4 separate regions of the Mus musculus genome follow, and regions 2, 3 and 4 are each linked to region 1. A link is a contact called in public Hi-C, HiChIP or PLAC-seq and promoter capture Hi-C data. All regions are on one chromosome and are shown on one strand. The core of a region is the stretch at or near the end of the contact, and the rest is flanking DNA. Distances in the headings are between cores, read along the strand shown.

Region 1 (3,586 bases), core at 366-2,865:
AGAGGGAATCTCAATTGAGAAATGAGAGTGCCAGTAGGCAAGTCCATGGCCTGTAAGCTAAAATAAGCCCCTTCCTCCCCACATGGCTTTGGTTATGGTGTTTATCAAAATAACAAAAACCAAACCAGGACACAAATTTCCTCCTTGGAGTGTTTCATATTTCCACCCAGGGATTCCAACCTCACAGGCAAGTACCTTTGCCAGGATACTCCTGTGTGGAACTATATGAAGCCACAATGAGATTCGAATGGGCTATCATACTTGTCCAAATTATTTCTACCTAGATCACTCACAGTTGAACTTGAATACCCTTCTCTAGTCCAAGAGGGGCCTATAAGCCCATGCACATCACTCTAGGCAGTTACAGTGGCCACACTTCCATAGTCAAACCCCGTTTTGCACAGGCCAGACCTTGCTTAGCTTCAGAAATCAAGCTGCATTCAGAACAGTATGGCCATAGTCTCAAACCTCTTTTTGTTTCCTGGTCCAAATCCCATTTCTAAAGTACAAGCTACCCGAGACACTGGCTTCCTCTACCCAAGGTGTGAATAAAGTGCAGCCTTAATTACTGCCACCTCTGAGCCATAACCAGTAAGGCCTTTACCCCCTCACTAGCAGTGGATGCAGCTCAGTGGTTTCAGACCCCAGGACAAGGTGCTGAGGTGTATATTTTACACACCAAGCAGACCTGGCCTCCAGGTTCTCCAAGCATCTCTCAGTCCCTACCTAGCATACCCTACCCCCAACCCTGAACTTTCCAGCCCACAGGCTCTTTACTATATAACCCAGACTTTTTTTTGTTTGGTTGGTTTTCTCTCTTCCTCTTCTTCCTTTTCCTTCTCTCTTTCTCTTCTCCCTCCCCTCTGTCTCCCTTCTCATGGCGACTTCCCTGGCCTCCTTCCTAGGGCCAGTGAACTCATCGGCACAAAAGCAGCTTCCCGATAAACCTATATATATACTAATCTGGCTTGAATTGGCTTACTTCACCAGTGGAGAAATAACTTATCAGTTTCTCAAAGCCACGAATCTCTGTCATTAACTCGCAGTGAACAACTGGAGAGCAGAGATGTTTCTTCAAGCTCCCTAGAGCTTCGCTTTGTTTTCAACTAGTTGCTGCATAGGATTGTCTGGGATGGAAAACGTCAAGGCCACGTATCATGTGCTGATACACAGAGCGGAAATGCGGTGTCCAGCCACGAGGCAGGCGAGGAGAGAGCGCACAGGACAAGGAAGAGCCAGATATCCTGGGTGTGGCTTGGGCAGGCAGGGGCGTGGCCCCCGCGCGGAGGCGGAGCTTCAAGGTGCAGGCCTCTCTCCTCACCTGAGGCTGGTTGGGCTGAGCCTGAGCGATGGCGGGGTTGGCTTTCCGTTTCAGGAAGCGTGTCAGCCAGCCCGTGGCTGTCTTTGGGGTCGCCGCCGCTGGCTCCGCCTTCGCTCCCGAGGTCTGTACGCTCTGACTGGACGTGGAAGGCTGGGCTACCAGACTGGCCCGTTTGCGGGCCTCCCGGAACTCGGCTAACCGCTGTTCCATGGTGCGCAGCCGCCCGCTCGCCGGTGTGTGTCCAGGCCTGTCCTCGGCCGCCGTGCGCCTGCGCACGTGGCCCTCTGTTGCGCCTGCGCGTTGCATGAGCCCGGGTCGGAATTTTCCAAGGCTTTGTGACGTCTGGTGACCCTCCTGTACCTGGAGCGGTCCTCGGTTCTCGAGAGGAGAGTGAACTGAGTGTCCCATCTCCTCCGGCTAAAAGGTTGCGTTTAAAGTATGAGAACCGTCAGATGTTCCGGCTCTTGCCCGGGCCGCAGAACTCAGTTCTGACGTGTTTGCTCCTCACCTCAGGTTCAGGGAAGAACGCATGCGGGGAAGCCAGTGGTCAGCACCGCAGAAAAAGCGTCTCGGGACGCGGGAGGAGACCTGTGATCTCTGGGAAGTTTCCCGTGTCAGAAAGGCAGGATGCGTCCTACCTTCTAACTCTTACTGCAGTCTATCAGTCTCGCTGAAGGTGTTCACACCTCCATTTTCTTAGCATTTAGTTTGCTTGCTACACTAGAAAGATGCATTGACTAGACAAGAAATGTAAAACAAACGAACTTACTGAGGAAAAACTTAAATACACAAACCTGGGGGGGGGGGTTGTCAAAAGACTTTAAAAGCTAAGGATAGGAGGAAGCCAGACTGAAACTGTCTTATGGCCATCACAGGGCCACTCTTGAACTCCCAGCAGCGTGTTTGCCTGCACAAAACCAAACGACCCAACCTTCGCAAGCCCCCACTCCTAACTGGGGAGCTACTTATGGGTGATGATTTCGGGCGGGGTAGAGAGTCAGTTTCATGTAAGCCCTGGTAGATCCTGGTGGATTGCTCCATACCCATGAATGGGAATTTGTGGACTTCTTAAAAAGTGAAAAAGAGGACAAGGTGCGAGAGGGGTCAATGTTGGAGGAGTTAGAGGAGGAGAATGCATATGACCAAAACATACTAAAAATATATAAAATCTATAAATCGTAACTATAGTGTGTAACTACCATCCAGTAAAGAACATTTCTAGAACTCTGGGTGTTCTTATCCTTTCTTGCAATTAGTATTTACCCAAAAATTAAAATTTTAGATCTTACAGTTTTACAGATTTTTAAAGCTCCAAGCTAAGTACCAAGGATTTAGCTAAGTAGCACTTGCAGAATTGAGTCTCAAATACTTGTTGGATACTACTGAGTTCGAGTCAAAAAGCTAGAAAATATTCATTTAACAAATGTTTGTCTAGGGCTATGTGTTGAGTTCGGCACCAAACATTAAGGATTGAGAGCAGGAGGCAGGGATCACAAATGAAATAAAGACCTTTGCTTTCTACATTCTAATTGGAAAGATTTTTTTGTTGTTTTGGGTTTTTTGTTTTGGGTTTTGGGTTTTTTTTTTTTTTTTGGTTTGTTCTTTTGTGTAATGTGTGTGTGTGTGTGTGTGTGGTCTGTATGTCAGTGCAGTTGCTTGTGGAAACCAGAAGAGGGTGTTGAGTCCCCTGGAGCTGGAGTTCCAGGCAGTAGCTGGGGAAGCATTCTTAACTGCTGAGCCATTTCTCCTACTCCCAAAGTGGAGTTTCTATGGCAGTGTCATGTTGAGAAGCTATGAAAATCTCTTTCTCATCAGTCATAGGCCTGTTTCCCCTTAGAGACTGCAAATCCTTTTTGTTCATTGCATTTGTCACCCGACAACACTAAAACCTTAGAGCACACAGGGAAGGCGCATAGAAATAATGCATGGCCATCTGTGGCCTGTGGTGATCAGTGTCCCTGGTAAATGCGGTGCCTTCAGAAGGGTAAGAGAGGAGGCCTGGCAGAACTAAGTGAACCAATAGGGATGATTCAGAGGCCATCTTGCCAGCACCTGGAGCTGGAATAACAGGATGAGCCAAGGTTGCCCGTGAAGGATCACAGAATGGGTAGGGAAGGGTGGGAAAAGGATCAGCTGAGGCAAACCGGGACTTTCCAGGCAAGTGCTGACATCTTCTGTCTTGATTTGCTGACCCATTTTCTATTTGCTGTGCTTTCTTCTTATAAATTTGTTTTGGTACTTTGTAAACTTAAGTCCTTTTTGGAA
Region 2 (3,586 bases), core at 302-2,801, 130 kb after region 1:
CTTTTGTACAGGTTCTGGGGATCAACAGAATCCTTATGCTTGAATAGCCATGTCTCCAGCTCCTGGTTCTCATTGTTTTCTGATAAAATCTCCCTATGTGCTGGGCGTGGTGGCACACGCCTTTAATCCCAGCACTCGGGAGGCAGAGGCAGGTGGATTTCTGAGTTCGAGGCCAGCCTGGTCTACAAAGTGAGTTCCAGGACAGCCAGGGCTATACAGAGAAACCCTGTCTCAAAAAATTAAAAAAAAAAATCTCCCTATGTTATCCAGGCTGGCCCCAAAATAATGATTCTCCTTTTCCAGTCTTCCCAAACTAGGATCACAGACAGGCAACCTTGCCTGGTTTTAGCATCTTGTTTGCTTTGCTCTCTAAAGAATACCCAGCCGTTACATTAACACTGAATCTGGTACACAGTTGAGGCTTAATAGATATTCATTGAGAGAGAGAGAGAGAGAGAGAGAGAGAGAGAGAGAGAGACAAGGGAGGGCTGGCTGTGGTGGCACATACATGTCATCCTATCCCTTGAGAGGTGGAGATAGGAGAGTCAGGAGTCCCATGTCACCCTTAGCTATATATCAAGTTCAAGGCTAGCCTGGACTATGTGAGCTCCTGACTCTGTTGTGGGAAATATCCAAAGATGCTTAGACATGGGTTTAAGCCAATAATAGAAAGTCTTTATTACCTGGCTGGCAACTACAATGGGTGTTCGAAATCCCAGTGTAGTTCCAAGCCTTTCTCAGGGTGAGTTTTCTAGTTCATACACACACACACACACACACACACACACACACACACACACACAAATGTCCTGGCATGACATACTTCAGTTAACAAAAACAGTTAGCCAGAAGCAGAACTATGGAAGCCAAAAAGCAAGGTCAGGTACATTTAAAGACTTTCTCATAACTGTGGACTTTGATGGATTAAGTCTGGTTTTCATTTTGACAGGTGGCGCTGTCTAGAACATGCTGAGTTTTACAGCCTGAATGGCACTTCCATCATGGAGTCAGTTGGGCTAAGGTCTTAAGGGCTCTGTTACAATGAAGCTCTGGGGGTCTGTTACAATCTCAGCAAATCAAAACCAACACAAATGAATTACGGACGCTAAGTTCCTTGTGAGTGGACAGCACCACATGCCTCCCTTTCCTTGAGTCTTTATCTAACTGAAAATTCCAAAGCTGTGGCTGAGTGACTCCCTGTTCACTTCTCATTGTCAGATCTTGTTCATCTTCGGCCCAGAACAAACACCTAGGCTATTGAACTGCAGCCGACCCCACATTTGCCATGACTCTGTAAATTGAGGATTGCGATTTCTAATCCCCATTTCCAAAGTGAAAACCGAAGCCCACCAGGCGATGGGAACATTCAGCCAGGAAAGCAGGAAGCAAGTTAGTGCAGTCAGAAGCCCTGTAGGAACAGTTCCCAGGGTCTGAGCAAGCAGGGCGCGAGGCCCTGTTGTTTGATAGTCTCTGTATAAACAGACAGCAGGGCAGTGCTTTGGTAACTGCCACAGAAGATAAGGCCCAGGTCGTAAAGCCTCCTGGCTGGCCTTCATTCCAGCTGAGCCTGTGTCTGCTGTTTGCTCAGGTGTGGCCCCTCCCTGGCTGCAGCACAGATTGCAGCAGTGGTTGCCCTGGGGAAGAAGGGGTTAAAACGTGGGCGTTGAACCGTAAATAAGCACAGGTGCCATGGCAACAGTGTCACCCCTGTGCAAGTGCCCAGGCTGGAGCAGTCACTGCTTCACTATTGCTGAGACTTCAAGACACTCTGCAAAGCACTTGGGTACATTTCATTCATTCATCCATCCATCCATCTACTCATTCATTCACTTTTTATTTTTTTTGAGACAGGGTCTCACTATATAGTCCAGCCTGGCCTTGAACTCATGCCCATCCTGTCTCAGACTCTAGTATACTGAGATGACAGGTGTACATCACCACACCCAGCATTTACAACTTTTTCTTCTTCTTCTTCTTCTTCTTCTTCTTCTTCTTCTTCTTCTTCTTCTTCTTCTTCTTCTTCTTCTTCTTCTTCTTCTTCCTCTCCCTCTCCCTCTCCCTCTCCCTCTCCCTCTCCCTCTCCCTCTCCCTCTCCCTCTCCCTCTCCCTCTCCCTCTCCCTCTCTCTCTCTCTCTCTGCAAGTGTGTTTGCTTGTTCCACAACAGGTGTATGGAAGTCACAGGACAACTTAAAGGAGTCCAAGTCAGCTCTCTTCTTCCGTCTTGTGGGTTCTGGGGGTGGAATTCAGGTCATTACACTTGGTGCTTGAAATAGAAACACATGATGACATTAAATGTCTGTAAACAAGCAAGCACCTATACCTGATAAAAATTTTTTTCTAGTTTATTTATGTTTATGAATGTCCTGCCTACAGATATGTATGTGCACTACATGCAAGCGGTGCCAGTAGAGGCTACTACATTCATGCTGGGATTCAAACCTGGATCCTTTGCAAGAGTAGCCAATGCTCTTAAACCATGGAACCATCCTGAATTAGCAAATACCAAACCATGTTCCTGAGAAAAACAGCAGATCAGGTTCTTGTGAGTCACTGGCCACAATATTTTCTTCAACCGATGGACACACAACCTCATCATGTGTTTCTACTCCAAGATGCCTTTTTAACATCTTTTTGCACCTTGAACTTGTGGTTGGATCCTGAGTAAAGTTGAGTCCAATTCAGTGCTTTCTGGCCAGGTATTTCACAGTCTCCCTGTGCTCAGAAAGGCCAAAGAGTTACTCAGCCTGGCACCCAAAGTCTATTTTAAGCTTCAAAATGACCCCCCCACACACACACACACGTCATGAACTGGATTTTAAAAAGGTCCTTTGTTGGTGCATGAGAGCTGAAATAAGGCAGACTGTGGCCTGCCTCACCTCAGCAGGGAGAACCTGTGCTCTGAGCAACTCTGGTTTTTCACAGCTTGTACATTTCCAGGTGTGGCTGCTAAAGAGGTAGGAAAATCGAGTTTGGGGTGAAATTCTAGCCAGTATAGACAGATTCCTAAGTACAGAATCTGCCAATAAGGAGAATCGTGTGTGTGTGTGTGTGTGTGTGTGTGTGTGTGCGCACAAGCACGTGTGTTATCTTTGCAAAACACTCCATACACACCCCTAGCTATTTTGACGTGTCTCTGTATATCTGCAACTGGATTCATACCCACACCTCCAGTACCAGTCTCCTACTCCGCTGCAGCCTGAGCAGAGCTGGCCTCTGATGGGGAAGGCCTTAGCTCTCTGTGTCCTTTTTGTGTTGGTTTGCTCTGCCTATTCGGACTCCCCCTCTTCTGCCTGCTGCTTCCAAGCTGGGTCTTCCAAAGTCTGGTACTACTGCCTCTGCAAGGCCTGTCCCACTTCTGTCTGTGCAGGGGACTCCTGCATCCTCACGACCTCACTCCTCAGCTGCCCTCACATAGTCATGGTGTCTCCTTTATACCAATTTTATACCTGAGTCTCAAAAGCAGGAGCATCTTCCACAGTGCAGTCTAGGCTCCACCTCAATACCCATAGGGCCCCAAACCTCACCCAGGCTATAAGAGAGACGACTCCAAGGAAGGCTGCTGAGATGGGTTCATTAGACGCACTC
Region 3 (3,586 bases), core at 344-2,843, 88 kb before region 1:
GAAGCTAAACTTAAAGTGTAGAGGGTTTCAGGAGGGTGGGGCCCAGTGGGAGGGGCATCTACAGGGAAGAGAGCACCCTCAGAAATCTCGGAGCTGAAAAACTTAGGCTGCACCCAAAGATCAGAGTTCAGCCTGTACCCAACTAAGAGGATGCCAGCCAAAAAGGCTGAAGATCCTGCTTCTGAGTTTCTGTTGAATTTGGATTCTGTAGAGAAGCATCCATAGAGGTCCTGGGAGACACCAGAAAGATACATGGAGCACAGATAGAAACAAGGTTTCTTCACAAAAAGGATCATAGTAGTTTGAATGAGAATGAGCCCCTTAGCCATTCATAATATATTTGGTCCCCCGTTGTTGGAACTTACTTTTTTATATAAAATTTACTGTTTGGTACGAATTAGGAGGTGGGCAGGTTGGGGGAAGGGTGTCACTGCAGGTGGTCTTTGAGGTTTCAAAAGCCAATGCTATTTCCCGTTAGCTCCACCCCTCTCTTCCTCCCCTCTCGCCACCATGCTTCCTGCTTATTGATCATAGGGAAGCTCTTACCTACAGCTCCAGTGCCATGCCTGCCTGCCTGCCACCACGGTCCCCACCATGATGGCTGTGGACTCACCCTCTGAAACTGTAAGCAAGCTCCCAATTTAAATGCTTTTTTTCATAAGTTGCCTCTTCACAGCAATAGAAGAATTAGAAGTCAAGGATGAAAATTGTTTTTGAGTAAAGCAGAAAACAAACTGTAGTGTGTGCCTAAACTGAAGCAAAGGCTTTCAGGTTGCCATCTCTTGTGGAAACACACAGCTCTTGCTGAAGCTGCCTGGGTAGAATTCTGATTTCAAAAGACAAGAGGAACTCACCTTTGCCAAAACAATATTCTAATGTTTCTAATGGTTGCACAGCAACTACTTAAGCAAAGAGCGAGTCTGCCAGAGTACCCAGCCCCTGACTAACGTTCCAGGTCTGCTAGAGCACTGCTCCTAGAACGGAAGAAAGCAACCCAAGTGTGAAGTTAGACATGGATCTGTACACATGCTGACTCTACGTTTGCATTATGGAATGAGCAATAAGAATGCCAGCGTAGCCAGGGGTGGTGGCGCAAACCTTTAATCCCAGCACTCAGTAGGCAGAGGTGTCAGGTCTTTGTGAGTTTGTGGCCAACCTGATCTACAAAGTGAGTTCCAGGACAGCCAGGGCTATTACACAGAGAAACCCTCTCTTGAAAAACAAAATAAATATAAATATAAATAAAGAAATATAAATAAGTAAAGAAGTAAGGGATGCCACTCTGGTGGAGGGGATGCAGGGAGCCAGCTCCAAGGGTCAGAGCCAGGGAGAGCTGGTTCATCTGCCATGAGGTAGAGAGGGCTCAAGGGTGATGCTCTCCCTTGCCCCTCCCACTTGCCACCGGCAGTAGTCCGTAGGAATTGCTGGCCCTGCCTCTCACCAGCTGTAGCACTAAGGAGAAAGGACCCTGCACCTCTCCTGGGCTCAGCCAGCCCTGGGGGTGTGAGAAAAGGAGAGTAGGCCCAGCCCCTCACAGGCTGTAGCACTTGGGAGAGCGGGCGCTGCACCTTGATTAGGCAGCTCAGTGGAGCTGGCAGTGGTGACTGCAGGTGAACCAGACCCCAGGGTATGAGAGCAGAAGAGCTGACACTTCCTTCTGCCAATTAAGAGGACCAACTGGAGTAGTGCTAGAGAGCTCGTCCTGATTGACCAAGCCCGCTCAGTCAGTCAACAGCTTCTCCAGCACAGGAGTGAGGATTAAAAAGAAGAAAGACAATTAGACAACATGACCCCAGCCAGTTCTGCGGCTGAGGCGGGTTTATTTTTTCCCAAACTGCTTTTATACCGTTTTAATTACATACAAGTAATAAGGTGAGTCCTAGGTTAAGAAACAAGCAAGGCAATAAACACAAATAGTCATGGAACAAGCAAGGCAATAAACAGAGTTCCATGATCACTGTTACTGAGTGCTTAGTCAGAATGATAACTGAGCCTACTTCCCTGTCCTAGCCCAAAGTCATATTCATCGTGCCTGAAACCTACTTCCCTGTTCTAGCCTAAAATTACATTCCTGCCTGAGCTTACTTCCTTGTCATGGCCAATGTCAGATTCCTGCCTGAAGCCCATTTCCTCGTCTTCGGCCAATGTCAGATTCCTGCCAAGCAGGAACCCAAAGCTCTCCACACCTGATGGTTCAGATAAAGGAGAGATGGTGAGCTGACCAGCTCAGCTGTTATCTAGGCTTTGAGTTGGCTCACCCTAAAATCTATATAATCTGTGAACTATTGAGCCTCGTGAAAGGGCCAGTCAGTCCTGCCAATTCAAAACTGCAGGATGGGAGGAATCCCAGAAATCCAATATTGATTGTGTCACAAAAGCCAGAGACCTTGGACTAAACCAATGACGCATTGCAATGAACGTTTGAAAGTGAAGACGTGTGGACCAAGGGCTGTACTGTGGGACACACTGTGACACACTACAGCTTCCACCATGAGATGTTTACATGCTTGTGTGTGTTGTGTTTATTGGGGTGGCAGGAGATTGCAAGGACAAACAAAGGGCAGATACTAGGAAATGGGGAGATGAGTGGGCTTTGGGTATATGATGTGACACAAAGAATCAAAAACTTTTTTTTTTAATTAAAAAAACCAGATGTCATGGCATTATTATATTTTAAACAAATATCTCTGTACTACATCTTGGTCTTTTACCATTTGTTTTGAGGATGATTTCCGCAAAACAAAATTCACTCTTTAAAAGTTATGTGAGGGGGCTGGTGAGATGGCTCGGTGGGTAAGAGCACTGACTGCTCTTCTGAAGGTCCTGAGTTCAAATCCCAGCAAGCACATGGTGGCTCACAACCATCAGTAATGAGATCTGTCCCTCTTCTGGTGCATCTGAAGTCAGCTACATTGTACTTATTTATAGTAATAAATAAATCTTTGGCTGGAGCGAGCAGAGTTGACCAGAGTGAGTGGGGTGACTGGAGCGAGCAGAGGTCCTAAAAGTCAATTCCCAGCAACCACATGAGCTACAATGTACTCATATACATAAAATAAATCAATCTTTTTTAAAAAAGTTGTGTGAGATTTAACCAGTGTATACAATTGCATACCCACTGTTGTTACAAAAATATGGAGTGATGGCATCTGTTCCCTAATTCTCTCATCCCCTTTTTAAGTCATCCCTTCCTGTTGTCATCCCTATTGTTTTTGCCTTTTCCAGCGGAGTCAATTAAGCAGTCTCTAGCCTCTTGAGTGAGGCTCTGACTCAGCATGGTGCACTGAAGACTCATTCAGATGCATCTGTCCTTAGTCCCTTGCTTCCTTTCTCTTGCACTGTTGAGGGTATCAGGTACACTTGGTGTTGGTGTGGGAGATTGTGTGGACAGAGGGTAGAACAGTCAAAAGGGACACAAAGAAACCCAAAGAAGACATCTTATGAGACTGAAGCGCTACCTACGGCGCTAACGAGGCTTCTTGAGGACATTTTAAAGAAATGATAAAGACTATATTTGAAGCAGGATTTCTGGACTCATTTTATTTCATAAACATCTGTAGTTGGTTTGCTGTGCCAGCACAAGTGC
Region 4 (3,586 bases), core at 629-3,128, 80 kb after region 1:
GGGGCTGTGGGGAAAGTGGGGCTGGGTGTTGTCATGGATGACCAAAAGAAGAAAGAACAAATGTCATCGTATTCCCAAGTCACCTGTGGGTCAAACAGAGAAGCAGATGTCCTCCTGTGAGCTGTTTTCCAACAGAGCAGCAGGAAGGACTTTCTTGGAATTGCCAGAGGGGCCATCTATCCTCACATCTGCTAAAGTAGAGTCCCCGGGCTGGAGCTGGGACAGCTGGAGCTAGGACAGGAGTCACTTAAAAACTACCCTAGAGGCTGGAGAGATGGCTCAGGAAGTTAGCAGCACTTGCCGCTCTTCCAAAAGACCTGGGTTTGATTCCCAGCACCCATATGGCAGCTCACAATCACCTGTCAACTCCAGTTTCGGGGAATCCAATCCCCTCTTAGGTTTTCTGGGGGACCAGGTACACAGACATACATGCAGGCAAAACATCATACACATAAAATATCAACAATAATAGAACTACAACCCAGCATCAGGCTTCATGACTCATCCTGCCCTCTTCAGGGCCCTTGGCCCTCCCCATTCTAACATGGGGCTTCTGGTCAATCCAGGGAAAAACAGGGAGAGATGGGAGAACAGGAGGCCTTTCTTTACACGTCCATTCTCCCCAGGGGACTCTGAGCCATTCCTCTCTATGGAGGGACAAAGGGGCAACTGTGTCTGGCTGCTACAGATGCCTGCCTAGCCAGGGACCAGCACCCCACCCATATGCAGGGTGATCACTTAACACATGTAACCCAAAGGTGGGACCAGAGCCACGGCTGTTCCCTGTCCCATGCAGCTTGGAACACAGTCAATTGATTCATTTGCGACTTTGCTGAGCCACAGCCATGTGCCCAGAAAGGGGCACAACACAGGCAGGACAAGCCACTGCCTGCCCAGGAGGATCTGCTACCAGGCAAAGGTAGAGCCTAGGCTGGCAGATGGAAGTTAGGCAAAAAGATACCACAAGAGGTCCCAGAACAAGTCAGGCGGTGGTGGCACACGCCTTTAATCCCAGCACTTGGGAGGCAGAGGCAGAGGCAGAGGCAGAGGCCAGAGAAACCCTGTCTCAAAAAAAAAAAAAAAAAAAAAAAAGAGAGAGAGAGAGAGAGAGAGAGGTCACAGAACAAGAGAACAAGCCATACTGGCCCCTTCAAGGGAAAGCAAAAGGCTGGAAGCAGGGAAACAAAGGCACAAAGACAGAGAGGCATCGAGGCGCGGTGACACACGCCTGCTATCCTAACACTCAGAGGCCGAACGAAGCAGGAGGATCACCAGTCCAAAGCTAGCCTGGGCTACATGGCAAGAATATGTCTCAAAAATAAAACAAAGCAAACCAGACAGGAATAAGCTAGGACTGAGGCAATCACTTAGCCATAGATTCCACCCACTTAAAGCACAAGCCCATCTCACCTCCCCTCTCCCCATTTTAGGATCTTCTAAGATGTCTTGGATATGCTATCAGCCCTCCCTAGATCAGGAATACAAGGTGGCTAGGCACACTCAAATATGCGGTATTACCAGCACCCTTGTGCTGTACGCCTGTGGCTTAGATATGATGTAAGTGCCCTCCCCCACAAAGGTTCACAAGCTGAGATTTAATCCCCATGGTGAGATGCTAAGAGGGTGGAAATTTAATCCAACTATGGCTTTCTGAGCTGTGCCTAAGGGAGGGGATAAGGATTGGATAAAGTCATCAGGGTGGGGCCCCTCCACACCATCATAGATACTTGTTTTTCTGCATGGGCTATGATGCACCACCTCAGGATGCTGCCAACAAGAAGCCCATCATCAGACACAGCCCCTTGACCATGGGCCAGAACTGAGCCAGAATAAACCTCTTCACAAAGTACAAAGTCATCTGTGGTATTGCATTACCAGCAACAGAAAACAGACCAGCGAGCAGAACTTTGCACTACGAGATAGGCTCATCGGTTCAGTCTCATGTGGCTACTGAGTACTTGAAATCCAGCCAAGGACTGAGCAATGCGATCTGAACTTTCATTTATTCGTTTAAACAGCTTCAATGAGAGATATCATATTAAGAAGTAAACGCACATCTCAGCATATCCCACTTGTAGAATCTATATCAAACATACCCTACCTGCATCTCCCCCTAGGATGTATGTGCCTTCCCTGGACTGTCAGGCTGACCAAAGCCTCAGGCTACAACAGCCTTCTTCATCTCTCGCCTGAGATCCTGTTTCCTGGTAATCTCAAACACACGGTGAGATTTCTTGGGCCCCCAAGGAATTCGGCAGGGCTGGAGGCATAGAGAGGTCAGGACCCCACTTGTTTACAGACCTCCAGGAGAGTCCTCTCACCTGAGCAAGACACCAAGCAACCCAGGTAAGAGCCAGCTCGATGTACAATGGAGCTGTGTGCCTTCTTTAGCCTGCTAGGTCAGGTGATCAGTCTTAAACTTCGTGTGCTTGTTTTTGTGTGCGTGCGTGCGTGCATGTGTGTGTGTGTGTACTCGTGCACACACATGTGTCTTGCTCAATCACTTTCCCTTTATTTTTCAGATAGGGTCTCTCAATAAACCTAGCGCTCACTGTGGGCTAGCAGGGCCGGCCGACAAGCCCCAGGAACTCTGCAGCCTGCTTCCTCAGCCTTGAAACTGTAGACACACACTGCACACTGCTGTGGCTGGCTTTTCTCATGGGTGTGGAAATCTGAACTCAATTAAGACAATGGAGCCACCTCCCCAGCCTGGTCTCAAACTTCCAACCCTGAGTGCTCCAGGCCCTGAGTCTCTACTGCTAATGAATGGCATTAGTCCTCAGAGGCGACTCGGCTTTAGAAAGTTCTTGTCACTCTGAGCACTCACTTCCCAGAGGTTACACTTTATTTAACTGAAGACCTCTCTCCCACCGTTCACTGACTACTGAAGGGGCTTTAGAGGATGTTCTGTTAAAACCAGCCTTGTGTTCCCCCATACTTTAAAACGGCCAGTGTGTAACGGGTGAATGTGCATTCCGTGCCATAAAAAAAAATCAAGTTCTTTGTTATAAACACAATACAACTGCATTACAGAAAATGTGCAGGCAGAAAGAGAAAAAGCCATCAATAACCCAGTCCCCACAGCTTGGCCCTGCCTAGCTTCTGTTTTTAAATTGAGTTTCCGTGACTCAGTGCTAAACTTACAGCCATTCCCTGGCTTGTTTTTGTAAACCTGAAGTGTGGCTTGAACCTCAAACCTGCTTTTAAAAATTCACTCAGTGGAAACCACCGTGCCCCGGGTAATTCAGGCTTCAGGGCTTCCATACTGTCTGGACAGGGTATGCCACGCCACAGGCTAAAGCATACCAATTTGATGATCGATAAACACAGGTGCCTTCAACACAAACAAATACAAAGATACATAATGACACCCAACAGACCAAGCAGGGGGACCCGATGACTTGGAGCTTCACAAGAATGTCACAACACACCTCTGCTCATCTCCAGTGCAACAAGAACCTTCTAGGTTTGGACCCCAAAGTGTCCTCCATGACACTAAAGTTGCACCTCCTCTGCTGGGGGTGGGAGGGCAATACAGGCAAAATCCTAGGCAGCCGTTGACACACCTTCACCAGCAACCTATGGA

What was found. Promoter capture Hi-C pulls out the DNA fragments that hold promoters and counts their contacts. Hi-C and Micro-C count contacts between places; a contact is called where the count stands out from the background. HiChIP or PLAC-seq counts read pairs in DNA pulled down with a chosen protein or histone mark.
Region 2: an H3K27ac HiChIP or PLAC-seq map of extraembryonic endoderm stem cells shows a contact between it and region 1. The contact joins the enhancer-like site here to the promoter of Saysd1 in region 1. A contact is called at or near these places in 2 of 39 promoter capture datasets (cranial neural crest and embryonic stem cells), 1 of 484 Hi-C or Micro-C datasets (embryonic stem cells), 7 of 115 datasets of contacts at active chromatin or transcription factors (cardiomyocytes, embryonic stem cells, extraembryonic endoderm stem cells and 1 more) and 3 of 9 other capture datasets (adipose tissue, liver and pancreatic islet).
Region 3: a promoter capture Hi-C map of embryonic stem cells shows a contact between it and region 1. The contact joins the enhancer-like site here to the promoter of Saysd1 in region 1. A contact is called at or near these places in 9 of 39 promoter capture datasets (the 3T3-L1 cell line, the C10 cell line, cranial neural crest and 5 more), 12 of 484 Hi-C or Micro-C datasets (the AtT-20 cell line, CD4 T cells, CD8 T cells and 8 more), 5 of 115 datasets of contacts at active chromatin or transcription factors (effector CD8 T cells, embryonic stem cells, fibro-adipogenic progenitors and 1 more) and 3 of 9 other capture datasets (adipose tissue, liver and pancreatic islet).
Region 4: a contact with region 1 is called in a Hi-C map of liver, with 2.8 times the contacts expected there. The contact joins the enhancer-like site here to the promoter of Saysd1 in region 1. A contact is called at or near these places in 7 of 39 promoter capture datasets (the 3T3-L1 cell line, cranial neural crest, embryonic stem cells and 4 more), 3 of 484 Hi-C or Micro-C datasets (B cells, embryonic stem cells and liver), 5 of 115 datasets of contacts at active chromatin or transcription factors (bone marrow-derived macrophages, effector CD8 T cells, embryonic stem cells and 1 more) and 1 of 9 other capture datasets (pancreatic islet).

The regions. Positions count from the first base shown.
Region 1 is chr14:20,081,557-20,085,142 of GRCm38.p6, forward strand. Saysd1 (SAYSVFN motif domain containing 1) reads right to left here and starts at 1,616. Exons shown (of 2, transcript NM_026209.1): 1 at 1,322-1,616. The coding sequence starts at 1,531.
Region 2 is chr14:20,207,035-20,210,620 of GRCm38.p6, forward strand. No RefSeq gene overlaps it. Among named protein-coding and RNA genes, the nearest start is that of Kcnk5, 27 kb to the left of the region's middle. Within about 2 kb of position 1,552, at least 50 of the 459 cell types and tissues checked have an H3K27ac peak or open chromatin away from gene starts, as enhancers often do. A contact at or near this core is called in extraembryonic endoderm stem cells, where this site is marked.
Region 3 is chr14:19,993,763-19,997,348 of GRCm38.p6, forward strand. No RefSeq gene overlaps it. Among named protein-coding and RNA genes, the nearest start is that of Gng2, 18 kb to the left of the region's middle. Within about 2 kb of position 1,594, at least 27 of the 459 cell types and tissues checked have an H3K27ac peak or open chromatin away from gene starts, as enhancers often do. A contact at or near this core is called in CD8 T cells, embryonic stem cells and trophoblast stem cells, where this site is marked.
Region 4 is chr14:20,161,018-20,164,603 of GRCm38.p6, forward strand. The region is part of intron 1 of Kcnk5 (potassium channel, subfamily K, member 5); the gene reads right to left. Among named protein-coding and RNA genes, the nearest start is that of Kcnk5, 19 kb to the right of the region's middle. Within about 2 kb of position 1,879, at least 48 of the 459 cell types and tissues checked have an H3K27ac peak or open chromatin away from gene starts, as enhancers often do. A contact at or near this core is called in liver, where this site is marked.